Linked DNA regions of Mus musculus: region 1 is linked to region 2. The links are chromatin contacts, called in public Hi-C maps. All regions are on one chromosome and are shown on one strand. The core of a region is the stretch at or near the end of the contact, and the rest is flanking DNA. Distances in the headings are between cores, read along the strand shown.

Region 1 (7,372 bases), core at 2,357-4,856, 130 kb after region 2:
CTCTACAGCCTAAACACTGATGCCCTTTAAACTATTAAGAGCAAATGTGAAGTTGCCAGGGAATGGGATCAGTTTTGTTGCTTCCACTGTTTTAATTTTGAATGATTAGATATTTTCACACTATTGTTTAAGTTTGTTACAAAGAACTTACAGTTTTGGTAAGTTTAAATCTAATAACAGTAAACTAGTAAAACAGTCAAGTGAGGACTAGGATTAACTCAAGTTGAAAGCCACCTTTTTCCGCACTGCTTGTTCTTAACCTTCATTTTCAAAAGAACTAACTGTTGGGACAGTGAAATGGCTGAGCAGGTGAGGATGCTTGCCATCAAGCCTGACGACCTGAGACTTTTTTCCCTGGGACCCACATGGTGGAAGAAGAGACCTGACTCCTGCTGTTACACTGTCACATAAGTGACCTACACACTTACGCTGTGGCATGAACTGCTACACGCATAATAAAATATTTAAAAAGGAATTTTTATAAAAATTTGAGCCAAATGACAATTTTTAAAGGCCATTTTATACTGTCAATACAGAGACACCCCCATTTCCTTCTTTAGCTTTTGTTTTTACGACAAGGGTCTTATTCTGTAGTCCAAGTTGACTTCAAACTCACACCAATCCTCATGCCTCAATCTCCAAGCGCTGGGATTATAGGTATAAGCCTCCATGTCTGATCAAAAAGGTCTAATAGAATTTTTTTAAGATTTCAAAATCTTTCGATTTTACAGTGATAAGAGCAGGTAACAGCTGGGCAAGGTAACACAGGACTTTAATCCTAGCACTCAGGAGGCAAAGAAAGAGGCAGAGGCAGAAGCAGGTAGATCTCTGTGAATTTGAGACCAGCCAAGTCTATATAGCAAGATCCAAGCCATTCAGAGCTACATACTGAGACTCTAATTCAAAAAAATTTAATAAAAAAGAAGCAGGTAACAAATGCCATATCATGCTTGAAAATTATAAAAAAAATTAAAAAGACAAAATAAAAATTGTCATAAGCAAAGTGACTGATTTTAAATGTGTACTTAATGGAATATAAACGACCAACTTACATCTATTGGTAATGATTCATCTTCCTTTTCTGTTAGTCGCATATAAGAACGATCTAGAAAGCAGAAGCACACCATTAGGAAATTATAGCCCATTTTCCTTTCTTAAAATACAAGAAAATCAATAGACCAAAGTGGTTGACTTATATACTACATAAAGTAATGATCCCAGATTCCTCAAAAACCTCTTCTAATATAGTTAGCCTTATCTTTATGAATTAGTTTATGCTTGTCAAGGCCTGTCTTATCACCTTAAGTAAGTGACAGATGGCAAATATGAAACCGAAAGAACTAAGCATAATTTTTCATTAGTATAGAAACTCTAGAAATTTTGAAACTGTTTCTTTCACTAAGTAGTCAAAGAAGTCATAACTATTTAACAATCAATAGGACTACAAACATTTTCAATGCTCAATGACCCTGCCACTGCATAGTGAAGCCAAAGTGAAAACTGGTATGGAAATGTTCCTCTTCAGTGCAGTGATGTAACTCGAGTTCCAGGACTTCAATTTCTGTCCTTGCTACTGCTTAATTCTGCTGCTGCCTTCACTTCTGCAGGCTGCAAGGGACTGAAGGCTGCGATCAGGATCTAGAAACTGGTAACCCCAAGTCATACATAGCACCAGCTTTTCTGTTTACTACAATTTACTGTACCTCATTCAAGACATCCTCAGCAACTCCAGCACTTACTTCAATTGCAGAATGTTACAATGGGAAAGTGAACAGAGTTGCACTGCCTCAGTTTCCTCTGTGGCAAATGGGAACGTGAAAGGTGAACAGGGTTTATTTCGTGTATGAACAGTGAGAGCTCTGCTATATCAAAGGTCACTATGGCAGAGATGAGCATGCTCCAGCACCATAGGATGCTATCTGCTGCCACAATTTCCCATGACACAACTAGTGTCAAAGGTAAATGGCAGTCTTTTGCCAGCACGAGCAGTGCAGAGGTCTTGCTTCAGTCCACAAGGCATTCTTAGCACTTGAAAAATATAAAAATCCAAAATCTTAATTCTACATCAAGCAGGACAATATTATTCTAGATGAAGTAGGACAATCCACTTCTAGATTAAATAGGACAATCCCTAATTCATAATGTACTCTAGACTTAAAATGACTTGTGTGAATGTATTGAGTCTGCTTAAAAAAATATGCAGGCAGAGTATATTTGAACTTACAGAGCCTGTAAGGACAGGGATAAAAGCAAAATCAATCCAATATCATATGCTGTTTGGATTAACCTTTTAATGACACACTTCTAGCTAACTTTCTTGTTTGAATGAAGTCTACTCTGGAAATTTAAGACTATCTTCAGCTAGGCATTTCTTCACTGGGAAAATGAGGCTGTTGGAGTTCAAGCAAGGGCCTTACTTGCTTTGTGACTATAGTAGAGCCAAAGCTTACTTCGAAAATAACCAGTACTCCAGTGTATCCTATTCTCCTCCAGGACAGTGCTTCACAAACTATAAATCACCCAGGGATTTATTAAAACGAATATTCTGATTCAACAGTTCTGAGGTGGAGCCTGAGTAGACACTAACAAGGTCCCAGGTGATGTCCACGATGCTGCTCTACTGACCACACTATGAGCAGCAAAGCTCTAAGGCACTTTCCCCAGGGTCCCACCAAATTACTACTCCCCATGAACATACATACACACATACATACACATACACACACACACACACACACACACACCTTTGGAACATTCACATTATCTTACTGCAATTATTTGTTGGCCCACTAGTTTTTCCACTAGTCTAAGAATTCCCTTAAAGGAATCAAGGAACCTCTAGCACCTAAAAGCAGAAGCAACTTCAATTATTGATCTGAGAAAACAAACAAAAACAAAAAACAAAAAAATACAAAAATAAAAACCCACCATACAGCACCGTTATCATTTGCCCAAGGTCACACAGATTTAACAGTTAAGCAAAATGTTAACAACCAACCTTTTAAACCAGTCCACTGCTCTTTCCCCGTGTCACAGTGCCTCCCTGAGGCAAGCGGTCACTTAACTTCTCCGTCTTTGCCTGGACAGCAGAGTGGCCGGGATGCTGTCTAGCTAGCTGTCACGATGCCACATGCATGCAAAGTTCTCAATTCCACACTTTGTCTTAGCTACCTAGGCTGCATATGGCATGTCGTGTCTGGAGTTCTGGGACAGAGTCCCGGTCTGAATTCTTTCTCAAACCTCAGCAACCTCTTCTGGCCGTCCTGCAATCTAGGTGTTCCTCAGCCATCTGATCTCAAGCCCTCCGCTGAGGACCCTGCACGGCTTTACTTAGTCACCCCGACCTAAAACGGCTCTCCTGCACTGGGTTCAACAGTCCCTTAGGGGAGCGCCCCCACAGCCCCTGGTGTCCCCCACGCGAGCGGTCCCAGTCCCTCAGTTACTTACGCTGCGCAGCTGAAAAGGCAGCGTGGGCTAGGGCAAAAAGCCCGACACCTACAAGCCCCTTCCACAGCGACGGCGCCATGATTCAGAAGGAGCGGCAGCCCAACAAAAGGAGACGAAGGGCGGCAGAGGTACTCCTCCTTTCACCGGCGGGCGTCCACGCGGCGCAGGAACATGACGTCACCAGAGCCCTGGGCGCGAAGTGCCGGCGGTGGCCAGACCCAGAGAGCCGCCGAGAGAACGCGGAAAAAGGAATGCCGGGAAGAAGGGGACAGCGACACGGAAAAAGGGCCTGAGGCCTCCTCTGCGACTGCGCAGTGCAGCTTCCCGGAGAGAGGCAGGGCTGAGTTGGGGGCGTGAAAGAACAGGCCGAGCGAGACCAATGGGGAGACGAGGTAGAGCGTCCGCAAATACGCGCCGGATTTGGAGAAGGGGCGGGACTTACGGAAAGGCCTGGGAGGAGAAGAAGGTGGGGCTGGTGGCGTTGCTAAATGGCTGTGGGCGTAGAACTCGAAAGCCTGGTACTTGGTATTTGATAATTGGTTAATTGATTTGGTTTTCCTCCCAACAGAGTCCTTTCCTTTCACTAAGTCTTTCTTATGCCTCTGGCCTCAGAAACGGTTACCGAGGCAGGTTGCAAGGGCATCAACGTGAGGAAGTAAATAAAGTGTAGAGAGTAACTTGGGGGGTATGGAGCCCTGAACTCTCGCATGTTGGGGACGCTCAGAGCATTGGTTCAACATCTTACCTTTCTGCTTTACGTTTCTATGAGCAAGATCCACACAAAAGAGAGTGTAGCACAGCGGGACTGTTTTGTCATGAAGAAAGCTAGAATGTATGAAGGGAGAATAAAGGGATGTTGGAAACAGTCTGATGAGCACACAACTGTAACCTTTCTCCATTTTTATCTTCATCTCCTAAAATGTAGGCATTCAGAAGGAGAGTTTTTCCTGGATCTCTTTTCGCTCTACTCTCAGCAAGCTCATTAGTTCATTTCCACTTCAGACCAGCTTAGTTTTTCCAGTGATTCCAAATCAACAACTTTACCTCAAATACCATAACTCCTTAGCTCCAGATCAGCATTCCTAGCTACTCACTGCTGAGTATTCATTTGCGTGTGAGTAAACCCTGTGGGCACGACATTTTTATGGCCAAAGGTAACTCACACCCTCAACTCTATATAAGTTACTTCAGTGCCCCTGGCTGAGTGGCACAGCTTTGTTGATGTCATATCACAAAATAAGTGTGAAGCCTGATTACCATTCTTTCCCATCAGTCTCCAAAGAACTGTGTCATCTGAATCAGTTGACTCACCAGTACCTGGTCAGTACTGCTGGTCCTTACCATGCCTTTGAAAGTTGAAGCATTCTCAGGTATGATCTCCTTATTCTATTCTGACTTTATATCATCTTCTAAACGATGTTATTTCTTTATTATGTTTGTTGGGTTGCTATTGTTTGCTGCCTCTCTTCCCACTCTAGGATGGGAGCTGCAAGAAGACAGCTTTCTCCCTCTCTAGAACATTGTCAAACAGCAGGCATTGCATACAAACATGTTGGATGAAGGGTGAACAACTGTTGGTGAAGAACAAAGAGTGTTTTTATCACTGAAAAGATCTTTACAGAGATTCAGTCTAGTTCTTAAAAGCCTGTGGTCTTTTGGTATGCTTAAGTTTCTTCAAATCTGAAAAACTGGATCCCATCACATTAAGTCATAGTCATCACTGTTCTCTGGACCCTCTACACACAGTGCTTGATCCATAGCAATTGCAGTAGCATATATTCCTTACAAAAGGACAAGTAACAATGAACTTCAGAATCAGAACAAGCCAACTCAACACTATTTAGTTGACAGGACGGTGCTTAAGAGGAGGAGTTAGGGGGAGGACTGAAGGGGTTTGCAACCCCATAGGAAGAACAACAGTATCAACCAACCAGACACCCCAGAACTCCCAGGGACTAAACCACCAACCAAAAAGTACACATGGAGAGACCCATTGCTCCAGCTGCATATGTAGCAGAGGATTGCCTTGTCAGGCATCAATGGGAGGAGAGGCCCTAGGTCCTGTGGAGGCTCAATGCCCCAGTGTAGGGGAATGACAGGGGGGGGTGTGGCAGGAATGGGTGGATGGGTGGGGGCACACCCTCATAGAAGCAGGCTGTAGGGATAGTGGGTTTGTGGAGGGGAAACTGGGAGGGGGGATAACATTTGAAATGTAAATAAATAAAATAACCAATAAAAATTAAAAATCACATCAAAATTTTGTTTTAGCTTAGATAATGGTCATATTTAAATGGAAATAAAACTTTTCCACTTGACCTAATAACAACTTTTCCATGTGATCTAATAACAAGTTATCTGAAGCAGAAAATGATTAATAAAATGTTAGAGGGTTTTGAGAGGGAGAAAGCGACAGACTCTCACTCTGTAGTCTCTGCAGGCCTCAGAATCATAAATGAAATTTTTGTGCTTTATCCTCCCACCCAGTGCTGGGGAACTTAGCTTGTAACACCGTGAGCAGCTAAGAGTTTTCTGGGAGTGTCTGAATTCTGGGCCACTTCTGAGAGAAAGACAGAGACAGAGACAGAAACAGAGATATTATGGAGAAATACACCTACTGAGAAGTCTGGTATTTGTATAAGCCACCAATGCATTTTCCTATGCTTTAGAGAAGTGACTTGGTCCTAGAAAAGCAGTTTTGCTTTCTCTATTCACTTAAGATATGTTTGCATCTCTGCGTCTCACTCTTAAAGATTCATTTATTTATTATATGTAAGTACACTGTAGCTGTCTTCAGACACTCCAGAAGAGGGCATCAGATTTCGTTATGGATGGTTGTGAGCCACCATGTGGTTGCTGGGATTTGAACTCGGGACCTTTGGAAGAGCAGTCGCGCTCTTAACCACTGAGCCATCTCACCAGCCCCCCTGCGTCTCACTCTTTTTCATGCATCAGCACAATTTTGACCTTTATCAGTGTATCAAATACCAGAAAACTGGCCTAGGTTTACCTTTTCTAGTCACAAACTGTTAAATTTCATGGGCTTTGCTTGGAAATAGGGTCTTGTCACCGTGCCCAAGCTGGCTTCAAACACTTGAGCACAAATGGTCCGTATGCCTTACCCTCTCCAGAAACTATAGTACTTCGGACATGTATGTACCACCATGCCTGTGGAATCACATTTCAATTGTCTATAAATTCCAACTTAAAGGGAGACCAAGATTTTCATACATAGTTATTGATAAATGTATCATACAAATAGGTAACTAACATGTATTCCAACATGGTTCAGCAGTTTGGGGTTAGTCCCAGAATACAAGATGTGAATACCAAGAGCACCTGAGTTCTTAGAACAAAGCTCAAGCTATCTGGGACACAGTACTTAAATTCCTATGTGACCACAGAAGTGCCTTAACTAACTATCCATCCCTGAAAAAAATGAAGACACTCTCCACATGTGTCATGGGTTAATGATATAGAAGTGGGAATAATAGTAGCTACAGTATTTATAGAGAAATGTTTCCCAGATTAATCTGTTGACTAGAGACAGTGCCCCAGCACTGGACCTCTGTTCCGTGCCAGCCAAGTTCTTAAGTTATCTTTGTATGTCATCATGAACATTCCAAGCTCTCGCTCGCAGTTTCCCTTTCCTCTGGCATTCTCTGACCAGGTTTGAAAATTCACTTTCCCTGTAAATATGTTCCTATTACATATATCTATAAGAAGAATATATAGTATGTACTAAAAGGGCTTCTGAGATGGATTAGCAGGTAAGAATGTCTGCGGCCAAACCTAATGACCTCAGTTCAACCCACAGAATCCACGTGGTGGTAGGGGAGAGAATAACTTCTTGAGAGAGTGCATATGCAAATATACATACACACACACACACACACACACACACACACACATGCGTGCACAGATGCTG
Region 2 (6,658 bases), core at 1,741-4,240:
CTTACTCAAGTTGGTAAGTGCCACCCCACTTTATAGTGCTCCTGTTTGCTGCTACAACGCTTGCTTTTCCCAAGTCGCCTGTCAATGATTACTTCAGAATCCAGGTGCTGAAGGTTGAGCGAACAGACTAGCTTTCTTTTTATGGGTGGATTTTCAACAGTGAATGAATGTTACTTTTATTTTGTGCAAATCAACTCAAAACTTATTTTGAGATATTTTTTTTTAAAAAAAGAATTAGCCCCCTGGGAAGAGATGCTGTGTGATATTAGAAAGTCATAAATGACCATCCTGTTCGCATTGCTGAGCGTCATCCCTGACCAAGAGCCAAGTGTGCTTTTCCCTAGGCCATTTCTGTGAATTTTTATCTTGTGTATCTGTCCACAAAAATGTCTCACTGTACCTAGGCTCGATAACACTTGGACTCTTAGCAGTCAGAGGCTAAGAAAGGCATAAGGCTAGTGAGTTTGAAGTTAGCCTGGCTATATAGTAAGACTCCTCAAAAAAACAAAAACAAAAACAAAAACAAAAACAAAACAAAGCAAAACCCAAACCCCAAAACCAAAACCAAAAAAAAAAACAAAAGAAAAACAAATCTCATCTTAGAAGCTAATATTGAAAACAAAAATCTGCACAGTAGCTTTTAAAAATATTTGTTTAGTTATTTATGTATATGTGTGTATGTATGTGCATGCACCCACAGAGGCCAAAGGAGGCTGTAGGAGTGTCCGAAGCTGCAATTACAAGTGGTTAGGTACCATCTGATAGGGCTGGGTGCTGAGAACCAAATTTGGGTTCTTTTGAAGAGCTATGAGTGCTCTTAGCCACCAAACCATTTTCCTGCCAACAAAAGAGCTTAAAAAAAAAAAAACATAGATATCCAAGTTTTGTTCCATTATATGTAGCAGTGCAATAGACTCAGACAGAAGATGAAAGTCTTGAAACTGTTAATTTCTACATGTGCCCATCCACTCACTGCTGAAGATCAAATTTCCTCTGCTCTTACCTTACTTTTCACTGACTGTTTGTTTTCTGCTCAGTTTACTTAACACATGTAATCCTGTGAGTCTCTGTCAGCCCCTTGGAAAACAATTCAACAGGCCACAGAGTGATAAATAAGCATTTGTAGTAATATATAAGGGAACCACTTTTTAATAAAGTGGGTTTTGTTTTGTTTTGTTTTGTTTTAGTGTAGGAGACAGTCTTGTTCAGTTGTACCTCCTGAAGCACAGGGATGGAATGGTAGCATTCCGTGTCCACAGGCAGAGAGATTCTCTAGTGAATGAGAATGGATTTTGCAGATTTTAGCAAGTTCAAGATGCAGGGGCCCTCAAGGAGTAACTCAGACAAATGGGAATCGGAGAAACCATGTATTCCTCAACCAAGTGTGTTGTAAGAAAGAGCTCTACTGATCAAAAGACTAACAGAATGCATCCCTTGAGCCTCCCAAGGGTGTAGCAGTACCATTAGTCAAATGCCAAAGCCGAGGGATGCTTCTCCGTGGGCTTAGGCTGTTCTACATAGCAGTTTCCCAGCCAGCCAGGGCTATGTCTCCGTAAAATAAAATAAGGGAAAAAAAGTGAAAATCTTCACAAAGGAAACCAAGTTAAAATTTTCCATGTTGGGGGAAATAGGAGAGGGCACACAAGGCAACCGTTTCATTGCTGCAATGCTATGGCATCTTCTCAATGTGTCCGCCCTAATGCTAATGCCTTCCTTCAGAGGTGAATTAGATAGAAATAATCTGAATGGCTATTTTAATGATTTCATCTGTCAGAGTGTTCTATTACTGATACATCTCTTATATAGAGATTGGAGAGCAGACCTGTGTGTGGTGGCTCATGTCCATAAACTCAGCACTTTGAAAGCTGAGGCAGGAGGACTGTCAACGAGTCAACCAGGACAGTCTATATATTGAATTCCAGGGCAGTTTGGGCTACAGAAGGAGACTCTACCTGAAATAAAAGCTAAAGGTGGGGCTGGAGATATGGCTTAGCAATTTAAGAGCATTTGTTGCTCTTGCAGAGGACTAGAGTTCAGTTCCCAGTACCTACATGGCAGCTCACGACCATCTGTAAGTACAGTTCTTGGGGACCTGGTGCCCTCTTCTGGACTCCCCAGGCACCAGGTGTGCATGCGATACACATATACACAAGCAGGCGCACGCACACACACAAGATCGAACAAGTCAGTTTTTAAAATATAACTGAAACCACCAAACAAACAAACAAAACAAACAAGCCTCCAAAATTGGGAACAGGGATGGGCGAAGAATTGAATTTGAATCCATTTTAATCCCAAGGAGGGAATTCTTAACATTGAAAGCTTTAAGTTGCACAAATATTTGGCATAAGGCTAAGGACAAGAACCAAGAGAAAAGTCATTTGTCTTGTGGAGAGACAGAGTTGATTGGAAAAGCTGGGCATATTTTTGTTCCATCATTCCATCTTTTTCATCTGTTTACTGACATAGACCCGGTTCTTGATGACAAAGATGAACAGTGTCAAATTGAAGAAGAAAGTAAACTGGTTAAAAAATACTGTTGAAATTGCTTTATTTCAATGGTCTGGGTTGCTACAGAGAAAACTTTCCCTAAACTTATGGAGAGCAGATGGAAAAAAAGAAAAACTGTTTATCCTTCAACAAAAGAATTGATGGCCCTACTATATTTAGACTTTAACTTGGGACATCTGGGAAAATGTTCAAATCCGTTAATCATCTAGTTTGTAACTATCTACAAAGAAGCTGAAGGTCGAGATTAGCCCTTTAGCATAGGCTTATGAAGAACAAATACTATCAGGCTGCTTTTATTTCCTTTCATGCAAAACCAAATGTGTGTTGAGGAGGGAAAGCAACATGTATTGTCTCCCGGACATCAACAGCAGCCCTTGTTATTCAGTCGCCATGAAGGGCTCTCCTCAGCTGGGATGACTTAGACTGTGCGGCTATCAGGAGAGTGTCAAGATAGGCTGAGGAGCAACTGTGCTCCCAAATGAGGCATGAGTTGGGGACAGAAGGTCACAGTGACTGGTGTGTAAGAGAGGCTGGGTCGTGACAGTCTGTAACATGTAGTGCTTTATTTTTATTTTTTATTATTTGCTCTTTGAATAGATCCACTGCTGGTACCTTTTAATAGCTAACCATGCTAGAGAATTTCAATCATCTATTTTTTTTTTCTGCTTATACTCAATTTACATAGTTTGTAAAGAACATTTAGGTGCAGCTGTCCTAAATACCTTTATGCACGACTTTGGATGGGGATGTTAATACTGTGTTTATGAAACATTTGAATTATCTTAAGTCAATCAAGGTCACTAATATTTTGGAAAAGGATTACAAATGACCTTTAGAGCTAGAGCAGAAAGGGCTCTAGCACTACTCCCACATCCCTCCCCTTCGAGCACTGTGGATCTTCTATCTCCTTTACTTGTTTAGAATTCCTGCCAAGGTTTAATAGAGGGCAGAGTTTCTCTATTAAAAAAATAAAGAAGCCAGGTGGTGGTAGCGGTACACCTTTAATCCCAGCACTTGGGAGGCAGAGGCAGGCAGATTTCGAGTTCGAGGCCAGCCTGGTGTACAAAGTGAGTTCCAGGACAGCCAGGGCTATAGAGAGAAACCCTGTCTAGAAAAGCCAAAAAAATAAAAAAATAATAAAAATAAAAATAAAATAAAGAAAAACCCTACATCAGAGATGTAGGAAATGGTCTCTGGGAAATGGAATGATGAATAAGATGCTGAGATTTGGGGGTGGGCGGTTGCTAAATATTCCTCCATTTGAAGCCAGTGGAGAAATAGACACAAGAACCAGCTAGAGTCCCTTTTGTTGTTTATTTTTTGAGACAAGGTCTGGTTTGCCTCCAACTCACTCTTCTGCCTCAGCTTTCCCAAGTGCAGGGATTACAGGCATCAACCATGAGAGTCAGATCAGAGTTCTAAGTAACACCCTTCTTCCTCATAAAGGCTTGACTAAGGATCCGATCTAGATGTATGTTGGTCTGTTTAGGACCAGGACTACCTACCTCAGAAGCACTGCAGGTCAGAGAACAGGCAATTCAAAGGGGCTTTAGCAACAGTCTGGGAAAGACAGTGCTGGCAGATTGGCTCTAAACTTGGCACTTAGGGTAGAAGGTACAGATAGTGGTAATAAGAAACTTCATTGGAGGCTTCCCACCTCTGAGGAGACTCTCTCTACTGTGTACTGGTGTAACTGGGGAATACGTAGCTAGTGGCCAGTTAGGCAGAGCTGAGAACAGAATGGGTCACCAGTCTGCAGAAATCCCTGTGTTCTTCTCTTGATACGAAATGGTATTTTTAAGTGGGCTATGCAAATGTAAACAAGACCTAAATTAACATACTTTATAAGGCAGTAGGTGTTTTCCTTCTGTAGGTCGGTTTTACTTGAATGACTATTATAAGACATGGAATTATAGGGTAAGTAAATGTTTCTAGAAGGATTGTTATGGGGTGTAGAATTATGGGATATGAAAATTAGAAGGGATGTTAAGATGTTAAGAGCCTCACTGTGTAACCCTGGCTAGCCTGGAACTCTCTATGTAAACCTGGCTAACTACAATCTCCCATTGATCCGTCTGCCTCTTCCTTTAGAGTGCCGGGGTTAAAGGCATGTTCTATCACGCCTGGCTTAGGGCTGGTTTTATAGCTCTTTCATTTCTTGGATGATGAAATAGTTCTCCAGACACTTATTCTGGACTGTGCCAGGTAGCTGGTGACACCCAGGACTAGACCAGGGTCATATAATTTTTAAATTTACTACCCAAACCCTAAGTGTCCTGAACTTAGCCATCAGGGAAAATAGGCTGAGTAACTTGAAATTTGAAAACTCTATTAACTTTGAACTTAGACATTAATCTAACAGCATGTGTATGAGACCACTTAGAGAGCATGCGTGAGAGTAGTGAAGTGGTTTTAGTGGGAGGGACATGCCCTAAGATTTAGGCTCCCTTCCTTCAAGATTCTGGCTTGGCCTCGATACATCTCAGTGTCTTCATCTAGAAAATGGATGTAACACTAGTAGCCCCCTTCTGTGAGCTTCTGATTCCGAGGCTAAGATGAGAATGATATATCTTAGATTCTGTGCTTTACATAGGCGAGTTCCCTGTGAATGAGCACTGATAAATACTGTCTGCCATTATTCACCATCCCCATCATTGAGACACCTTTCCAGCTTGATCCGTGAAAACAACAAATGCTTCCTTTCGGACTTTGCTCATCCCGGGTTTACTTCTTGGCCCTAAACCTCCCTTCTCCGGATCTCTTATCATCTTCCCCTTTTAGGCCTGTCCTCCATGACTGAGTCACAGCTTGTACATTTCAAATGTTTCTTTTTTTTTTTTTTTTTTTTTTTTTCGGTTTACTCTGCCTTCATCCTGTCGCTATTCTGGTCCCGACTGCCCCAGTCCTGGATTACTCCATAGTTTCTTTTTCTGAATACCGTTTTCCTTCCTCTGGTCTGTTTTGGTTGTTACTTACCAGACTGATCTTTCAGAGGCATTGTTTTATCTTGTTTCCCCTGGCCCTGAAATCTCTAATGGCTCCATTGTCTGCTCTCTCAAAGGCCAGCCCTCATGTCTGACCTCCTTGTCCTTAGCAGATTCAGCGACTAAAAGAAATAATACAAGGTCTGCCATACACAACTTAAAATATTCAAGTTGCAATGTTTTAAAAACACTCGTGTGAATGCACACACATTTAGTCCTAGCACTTGAGAGGCTGAGACAGAAGGAACAGGCGTTTACCTGGACTACATATTACACTACACCCAACTACTTTTGCTAGTATTTTTTTTTTAGAGATTTATTTTATTCTTTAATTACATATATGTGGGTACGTGCATGTGAGTACATAAGTCCTCAGAGGCAGAGGTCTAGAATCCTCTGGAGGTGGAGTTAAAGATGGTTGTGAGCCACCCTGCACTGGTGTTGAATCCAACTTGTATCCGCTACAAAACCAGGATGTAATCCTAACTGCTCAGTCACTTCTTTCACCCCTTTATTAGTTCATTTTAACTGAATATGTCTCAAAGAGTATCATTAAGTATAATCAATATAAAACAAGTAGCAAAATTGTATATGCTATTTGGGGGAGGAGTCTATATGCTCAAGCTCTCATGCATAGAGCTAGGGAAATAATTCTGTGAGAGACCTTGCCTAGCATGGAAAGAGCCCTAGGTTCTGTCCTCAGCATCACGAAAAAAAGTGTCTACATGTTTTCGGTTCTTATATCATATCTTCATTTTGACTACCCACATTTCAAGTGTTTAATAGTCACATGTTGCTCTACTTGTTATTGCTGTCACTTCCAAAAAACAAACAAATCTCACTTCTTCCTTGCTTGTTCAAATAAAATAGAATGACAGGGGACCTATTTGGTTGGGTTATTCTAAGCCACTATGTGAAGTGTGAACATACTTTATAAGTTTAATTCTGCAAGAATGTGTGGAAGATACTGTCTCATAGGAGAGTAGAATGTCTTGGAAGTAGAATAATTTGAAAGAAATAACCTGGCTCTGAGTACAGCTCGGTGGTAAAATGCTTGCCTTGAGGCCAGAGGTCAGTCCTCAGTCCAGATAAAAGAAACTCTTCTGCATTAGTGGCTGGGACTGTAGCTCAGTGGTAGAGTGTGTGCTTAGGATTCAAGAGAC

Evidence for each region. A called contact is a pair of places that touch in the nucleus more often than the background predicts.
Region 1: a Hi-C map of uterus shows a contact between it and region 2, with 4 times the contacts expected there. The contact joins the promoter of Mmgt1 here to the enhancer-like site in region 2. A contact is called at or near these places in 4 of 39 promoter capture datasets (the C10 cell line, fetal liver, hematopoietic stem and progenitor cells and 1 more), 2 of 484 Hi-C or Micro-C datasets (group 2 innate lymphoid cells and uterus), 1 of 115 datasets of contacts at active chromatin or transcription factors (the 230-238 cell line) and 3 of 9 other capture datasets (adipose tissue, liver and pancreatic islet).

Annotation. Positions count from the first base shown.
Region 1 is chrX:56,594,338-56,601,709 of GRCm38.p6, forward strand. Mmgt1 (membrane magnesium transporter 1) reads right to left here and starts at 3,607. Exons shown (of 4, transcript NM_146234.4): 1 at 3,448-3,607; 2 at 1,053-1,105. The coding sequence starts at 3,526. Gm36239 (a long non-coding RNA gene) reads left to right here and starts at 3,855. Exons shown (of 3, transcript XR_386934.2): 1 at 3,855-3,965; 2 at 4,721-4,817; 3 at 4,926-5,319.
Region 2 is chrX:56,468,846-56,475,503 of GRCm38.p6, forward strand. The region is part of intron 2 of Ints6l (integrator complex subunit 6 like); the gene reads left to right. Among named protein-coding and RNA genes, the nearest start is that of Ints6l, 17 kb to the left of the region's middle. Within about 2 kb of position 2,991, at least 3 of the 459 cell types and tissues checked have an H3K27ac peak or open chromatin away from gene starts, as enhancers often do. A contact at or near this core is called in uterus, where this site is marked.